Linked DNA regions of Mus musculus: region 1 is linked to region 2. Evidence: chromatin contacts called from public HiChIP or PLAC-seq data. All regions are on one chromosome and are shown on one strand. Each heading gives the region's core, a stretch centred on a gene start, on an enhancer-like site or on the middle of the called end of the contact. The rest is flanking DNA. Distances are from core to core; before and after follow the strand shown. Region 1 overlaps Morrbid (myeloid RNA regulator of BCL2L11 induced cell death). Region 2 overlaps Acoxl (acyl-Coenzyme A oxidase-like).

The links. HiChIP or PLAC-seq counts read pairs in DNA pulled down with a chosen protein or histone mark.
Region 1: a BATF HiChIP or PLAC-seq map of CD8 T cells shows a contact between it and region 2, with 6 read pairs. The contact joins two enhancer-like sites. A contact is called at or near these places in 1 of 484 Hi-C or Micro-C datasets (embryonic stem cells), 6 of 115 datasets of contacts at active chromatin or transcription factors (CD8 T cells, double positive thymocytes, embryonic basal ganglia and 3 more) and 1 of 9 other capture datasets (liver).

Annotation. Positions count from the first base shown.
Region 1 is chr2:128,366,614-128,370,098 of GRCm38.p6, reverse strand. All of the region lies in intron 1 of Morrbid (myeloid RNA regulator of BCL2L11 induced cell death), which reads left to right. Among named protein-coding and RNA genes, the nearest start is that of Gm14010, 54 kb to the left of the region's middle. Within about 2 kb of position 2,093, at least 28 of the 459 cell types and tissues checked have an H3K27ac peak or open chromatin away from gene starts, as enhancers often do. A contact at or near this core is called in CD8 T cells, memory CD8 T cells, regulatory T cells and 1 more, where this site is marked.
Region 2 is chr2:127,925,674-127,929,396 of GRCm38.p6, reverse strand. The region is part of intron 9 of Acoxl (acyl-Coenzyme A oxidase-like); the gene reads right to left. Among named protein-coding and RNA genes, the nearest start is that of Acoxl, 73 kb to the right of the region's middle. Within about 2 kb of position 1,621, at least 49 of the 459 cell types and tissues checked have an H3K27ac peak or open chromatin away from gene starts, as enhancers often do. A contact at or near this core is called in CD8 T cells, memory CD8 T cells, regulatory T cells and 1 more, where this site is marked.

The DNA of each region.
Region 1 (3,485 bases), core at 844-3,343, 440 kb before region 2:
ACACTGGTATTTTAAATTTTTTATTGTTTTGTGTGCTTAAGTTTTTTTTTTTCCCTTCGTGTATGTCTGTGTACCACGTGTGTGCCTGGTGTCCAATGAGATCAGAGAGGATGTGGGACCAGAGTTAGACACAGTTGTGACTCACCACGTGTGTGCTGGGAATCGAACCTGGGTCCTCTGGCAGAGAAACAAGTGTTCTAGCCACTGAGTCAACTCTCTGCCCTTCACACACATTTTTAACATGTAGCCAAGACTAAGCAGCACTGGTCCAGGACCACCTTCTCTGCTACCGTATCCTTCCTTGTGTCTCCTTGCAAGCTATTTTTAAAAAGATAGATGGGTTAAAACACGGGCAAGGGCCACACTGTTCTCAGGGAGGGGCATGACTCTTGGGGACATTCTGGCTACTGGACGTTTAATGCAATGGAGAATCTGAGGTTTTAATTCCTTTTGATTTTTAGTTTTTTTAACCTAAGTGTCTCCTGTAACTGCAGCTGTCGTATTAAACAATGCAGAAGAAAAAGTATGTATATATGTATACACACACACACCATGAACAGGCAGCTTCATCAGAAGTACAGGAGCTAGTCTGGCACATGGGAGCAGTGAGTTCTCTTAGCTATAAGGGAAATTCTGGCTGTCACATAGGTGTTTGAGCTAGCTCTCTCTGCCTGTTAACTTTGCAAAGGACTGCCCTCCTGCCTCAAGCACCTATCTATATTTTGACTGCCCTCCTGCCTCAAGCACCTATCTATATTTTGAGACAGGTCTTGGGCAGCAGCAAAGGAAACATTCCCTACACTAGAGAATTGAAAATAACCTAAAATATTTTGCAAAAAGTCCAAGGCCAGTGGAGAGGAGCCTTCTGAGCCTACATGTGTATTTATTGTAATCCAAGAATTTAAGAAAATAGAGAGGAGAGAGATGGGAGTGCCACTACAAGGACTTATAGCTTTTGAAATAGGCTCAGGTGGGGTTGAAAGACCATCTAGGTTCCATTCCTAGACCCCCATATGGTGACTCATAACCATCTTCGTTAATTGGGTCCGACGCCCCCTTCTGGTCTCTGTAGGTACTGCACTCACCTTATGTACATAATATACACATGCAGCCAAACACACCTATACAAAGAAATTTTACTTTTTTAAATTTTAAAACAACAGACTCAGGGAGAGAGCTGAGCCAGCTCTACCAATGTGGGGTTTGAGATGAGGAGACAGAAGGCAAAGCTGAATCATTTTCTTCTTATCACTGAGACTGTCAGATTTCTTTCTTTCTATCTTTTTTTCAAGTTGGAGGGAAAGCACCTTAGACAGAAAATAATACTATTTTGAATTTCAGAGCTTTCCCTTTTCGAGCACTGTATCATCTTGGGTTTATTTTGCTCTCACACTGGGGCCCTTGGACCCGCAAGGGAGGAATTGAGAACGCTGCTTGCTTCTCAAACGGACTTCCCTGAAAGGAGTTTTAAGGATTAGAAGGTGAAGGTTAAGGCTTTCACATCCTGGGCCACACTTATATTCCCAGTGTCATAACTGAGAGAAGATGTGCAGAGGTTTTTAAAAGCCCTGCAGTAGGTTGTGTAACCAGCCTCCCCGGACTGTGTCGTGTCTCACCTTGATCTTCTCACCCTTAGCCCTTGAACCTGGGGACGTTTCTTTCTTGTGTGACCTGCAAGTTTAATAAATATGACTTCTGTGTCTCCTTGCAAGCTATTTTTAAAAAAGATAGATGGGTTAAAACACGGGCAAGAGCCACACTGTTCTCAGGGAGGGGGGGCATGACTCTTGGGGACATTCTGGGGTCCAACCTCAGGCTAATGCTCTCACTATTCAGCCCCCCAGTGGGTAGAAGAGCAGTCATTCCAGACCACACTTGACCCTGGAAGGAACACTAAAGAATCTGAGGTCTCCTGAGTGGCCTGGACAACAGGTCACAGGTGCACCAGGTGGTCATGAATCAGTCTTCTCTGGGTGATTGTGAATCCTAGACTCACTGTCATTGAGCCCACCTGGGACCATACATAGATAGGCCAGGAGGAGAGGTTTTCAAATGCTTTACTGAAAGTAAGACACACTTTCTGGGGCATTCCCCTAATCGCCTGTGCTGGTGAAGCTCGTCAAAACAGGAAATGAGGTTAGCATGGAATGACTTTCTCTCAGAGAACTTGTGTTGCCTCCCAGAGACCACCACGTTCTTCCCAAAAGCTCGTGGTCCAGTTTAACACCTTGCCAGGGCTTTCCTTGAAATGGGCGAGTGTCTGGTTTTCTGCAGGCTTTCGGAACGGGTTGCTTTGGGAAACGCTTGTTCCCAGCCTTTGGACTCCTTCCCCTGACTTTCATATTAGCATCTCTGAAGTGTTTGCAGGTTGGCGTGAAGCTCGATCTGCATATATGCCAACCACAGCAAGACTCCGTGGTTAAGCCAAGGACTCTGCACACTTCCGAGATGGGAGGCTTCACCGGTGCCATGGGCTGTGGGCAGCTCCTTCCAAACCATGGCTCTTTGATCCCATGCTTTCACAAAGATGCCAGGAAGAGAGAGCAACCCAGGGAGTGGAAACCTCCATGGGAACAATGTCTTCTCCTCTGCTCCAGAGGGGGGCATTTAAAGGCAGAAGGAACCAGCCTGGCTCCTTTCAAGTAAAGCACACCGAGTACTTTGATGAAGCTGTCAAGAGTGATGAAGGGCTCACAGACTTGGCAGGATCTCTTTGGTTATCTTTGCTGAGGTCTTCTGGCAAAGGGCTCTAGTTGAACTCTCTAGAAGCACACATCTCTTTCCTGAGAGTAAAGGACATTTGAGGTCAGTTTGCCTTTATGTAGTTGAGGGAAAGTGAGCTCTTGGCTCACAGTGACTAAGACCATAGTCTCCAAATGCCAGACTTGATTTACCTCTTGGTGTCTACCCACCACACTCTCTGGGGTTCACACTTCTGTAATCATGGGCATGTTTTGTTTTGCTCTATAGATATATTCTTGACTTAGCAGAATCTCAAAAGCCAGCCCGAGTTCAAGGCTGAAAGACCATTTTCTTTCAGGCCAGAGGCCCTGTGCATATGTGTCAGTTTGGGTGTCTGAGTCGAAGGATTTGTAAACAGTCACCTTTCTAATAACCAACCCAACTATGGAGACTCCAGTTAGTTCTTTTCTGGTGGCTTCCAGCACTATTTCAGAGTCTCTGAAGGCCGCGTAATTACCTTTATTTAGGTTAAGGAAACTGAGTTTTAGCAAGAATCAGTTTACCTCCTGTAACAGGATAGTGTACCTCGGTTTAAACTCCAAAGTATCTGGGCTCACAGTAGCTGTCACCATGCAACCAACCCTCCAAAAGGCCTGTGCATGGTCAATGACATCCAGGCATAACTGAAGGGTCAATGACCTGTGCAGTCCTAGGCTCGACTTGTGCAGCCCTCTGCCTGAGTCAAATTGGTAGAGGTACCAGTGTTGACCACTGGCACCAGAATCAACCACTTCCGTAGTCTC
Region 2 (3,723 bases), core at 372-2,871:
GGTCAGCTGTGGGACAGGGGTGTTTCTTTGCAGTATGGGAATTGGTCTACTTGGTGGCAATGAAGAGCCAAACATGAGCTGAAACATTTCCCCAGCAATCTAAACTTTATGTTAAAGGTACACATCTTCCATAGTTTTTAAACAAGTCTGGTCAGTATGTTACTGATCCTTGGGTACTCCTTTAGCAACATTTCATTTTGGGTGCCTTACTATTTCCTAACCAAGGTTAGCCGACCATTTATTTATAGCATTAGCTTGGCCTGTTGTTTCCACTTCCTCCTAGATCCCTGCAAGGAAACAAATGGGGAATAAAAGAAAGATGATGGGAGGGGCCAGTGGGAGGGGACTGCAGCTGAGTATGGGGTAGCATCTGTGTGGCTGGGGAGAGGGAGGAACCAACTTCCTAAGGATCCATCACTGCCTTCTCTCCTGCCTGTTGGTGAAAGCCTGGGGTACCTCGGGAGGCGTAGCAGGTCTTCACCGGTCAGACACCTTAGAAGCCATTCCTAGATGTCACATAAGCCTGATGAACCCCTTAACCTTGGGCTCCCCTGGAATGCCAAGTCCAAATAAGACCTCCTCCCTTCCACCCCAGCATTCTGATTGCACAGCACCCTACAAGAAGATCCCGGGAGCTGGGAAGGGCATCGGTTTGCATGACCAGGGGAGCTCTAGCAGGCAACAGTAGCTGTGCCCCTGCCGGCTCCCTGGGGGCCAGGTGGGTTTTCCTCTTCTCCTTCCTCCTGGTGTGATCCAGGCCCAGTAAGTCTCCCTTTCATTGTGTCCTGACAAATAGATGGTGTGTGTTTTCTTTTCGCATTCTTTTTAATGGCCTGGACTATCCTCCAGTGCCCCAGCTGTGCATGTCAAACAAAATGTATTGGGGTCAGGCGGATTCTCACACCACACTGAACTGCACACCGTGCAAACAAAAAGCACTCATTTCACTACATTGTACATGCTCGAGAACGCTATACTAAGGGACTGGTGTAATTACTGCACTAGCCACTGGACTGGGCACAGGCTACAGCAATCTCTCTCTCTCTCTCTCTCTCTCTCTCTGTCTCTCTCTCTCTCAATTTTCAAATATAGTTATACAAAGTGTCCCTGTATCTAAACGTCCTATGCAAATACAAACATCTTACAAAGCGCACACAGATAAAATCAGCCCAGGTTGATGTACCCTGAGCAGGGAGCTCTGTGCCGTGTGACCTTTAGAGACAAGACAGAGCACATGTAGAGAAATGGAGATTTTTTTTTTATGTTATAAACAAAGGTGCAACCCCACAGAGAGTGTGTGTGAACTCTCTTCAAAGAAGGGCACACTTTAAACCTGGAGGAAAATAAGAAGGCAAGCTTCCTGTTTCAGGAAGAGGAAGAGGAAGCTTTCAAACGTGTAACAAGGCAGGTGGCCTCAGGAAACTGAGAAAAGGGTGCGTGGAAATATACTCTGATTGCCGCTGTGGCATTTTAAAGAAACAACATTTGTGTTTTGTTCCATAACTAAGTGAAAATCAGCCGAAGCTTTGGGGAAAGTCCGCTTGTTTGAAGCAAGGCCACCGCGGCTTGCTGCCTCTGGCTTTTGCTCTGCAGGCAACCAGCTCATTCTGCAGCCTGCTGGAGCAAAGACCCACACAGCTGAGGACAGATGTGGCTACAATGCCTCGGGAAACCGCCACAGGCTCACACACCTGCAGGTGACATCACCGCTCTATCTTACCCCAGAAATCTATTAGCATGCAGAAACAGGTGTCAGCAAACCCAACCCCACTCTTAGAAAGCATTCGGCCTCCCCAGCCAGAGAGTGGAAACTGTAAACCTGAGGCTGAACTCGCACTTGCCTGCAGAACGGAGCACCACCCCCACCCCTTACCCCCAATCCACAACTCAAACTTCCTAGGACAGCTGCTTCCCCATGTACAAAAGACTCCAGATGCAGCCACAACAACAGCAGGGAGAACTCCTTCCTCTGGATATTGTTTTTTCCTCTGAGAAATGTTGTCTCTGGTTTCATTTTGTTTTATTCTTGTTTCCCTGCGCTGTAGCCCAGGCTGGCCTCTAATTCGAGGTCTTTCCCTATGATTTCCCAGAAGTGGGTCACTACATCTGGTTAGAATCTTGTCTTTTCTCTAGCAAAAAATAGTTAATGCCTGTTAGTCCTTCCCAACCTCTAGCTCTCGAAGCAGCCTTTTCCCTTGAATCCAGGCCCAAGTATAAGGGAGGGCTTCCGCACATTTAGATCATTAAATATCCATGTGTGTCTGAGATGTTTGAAATAGTCCAGCAGACAAAGGGGTGACTAGTGAAGACTTAACCCTGGTAAGAGTCTGAGAACTGCAGGAACCGGGGAAGAAAGTGGAACTCGGCTGTCACTTTCTTTCGTGTTTGAGATTGTCTTTAACAAAAATATTTTTTAAATGTGTAGTAATATTTCCAGTTATTCGGCCTCACCCCTCCTCCCTTCCTCCTTTGTAACAGAGCCCTCTTTTTTGTTTTTTTAATCCGCTCTGCTCTGCTCTGTTCTGTGGATCTGCTGTGCTTCACTAATCCAGCCATAGGCATCCAAGTCCTCACCGGTGACAGCCCTAGAAATGACCACATGGCTTTCTCTGATGATCTGAAATGAGAGCAAGTCTCCTGAAGGGTTTCTGGAAAAGGTTTCCATCTACTAAAAAGAAAGAAACGTAGAGGAAGGCATGGGTCCTCCTCAGCTGCTAAATCCCATTACATATGCATGTGACAGCAAGGACCCCAGCGGCCATGTTGTGACCACAAAGGAGTCAGTCAAGACAAAACTGACAGCTCGGGGGCTGCAGAGAAGAAAGATCAAAGCTACCCTGGTCCTTGAGGATGTCATTGAGCCACAAAATAACCACGCCGAAACTGCTCCACTTCAGGGATCATTAAGTGAGAAAACAGTACAGTTACTGTTTACAGCGTGGAGCCAGGGGTTCTCTTGACTCGCAGTTAAGTTCATAATGCCTGACATAAAGCAGTTGGGGGAGAAATGGAAGAAACAATGAAAGAAGACTCTGAATTCCATCAGCATCATGAGTCTGGGCAAAGCCATAGCCGTTGTGATCGTGCATGAGAGCTAGATTTCCATTGCATGTCTCCTCATGGGTCTTACGGTAGTCTCTCTTTCTCTCTCTCTCTCTCTCTCTCTCTCTCTCTCTCTCTCTCTCTCTGAAGCTCCATCCCTGCATTTTCTCATATGAAGTAGCTCTGATTTTTCTGAGAACATTTTCTCGAATGGCTCTCATATCCACTACTATCCCAAGGTACATAGGGATTCCTAGCATCATCGGAAGACGATGACCTTCATTAAGCGCCCACGTGGTCTTGGACAGGTTCTTTAGCCTCTGAGAATAGATTCCCTTGCTGCCAAGACAGAATTGATTTTTACCCCTTAGGGCTGTGGTAGTTACAGGGACAGGATTTAAGCAACTGCTGGTTACTTAAGAGCCAGATCCTGAAGCTGTGGGTCATGTGACTGAAGGTGAAGCTTGCAAAAATATGGTGGCAGTGAAATGTTCCTTCAGACGCAACCAAACAGCAACTCAGAGTCACACAATGAATGCATAGGTGGTGTTCCTGGTAGCACCCATCTGAGCGACACTGTGGAACACAGCCGTGGTTCTAAACACCCCACGCAAACTCAAGGAATGCCAAAACACCTGAAACATCTCCTCTCCGATTTAAGACCATTGTGTGCTATTCAAT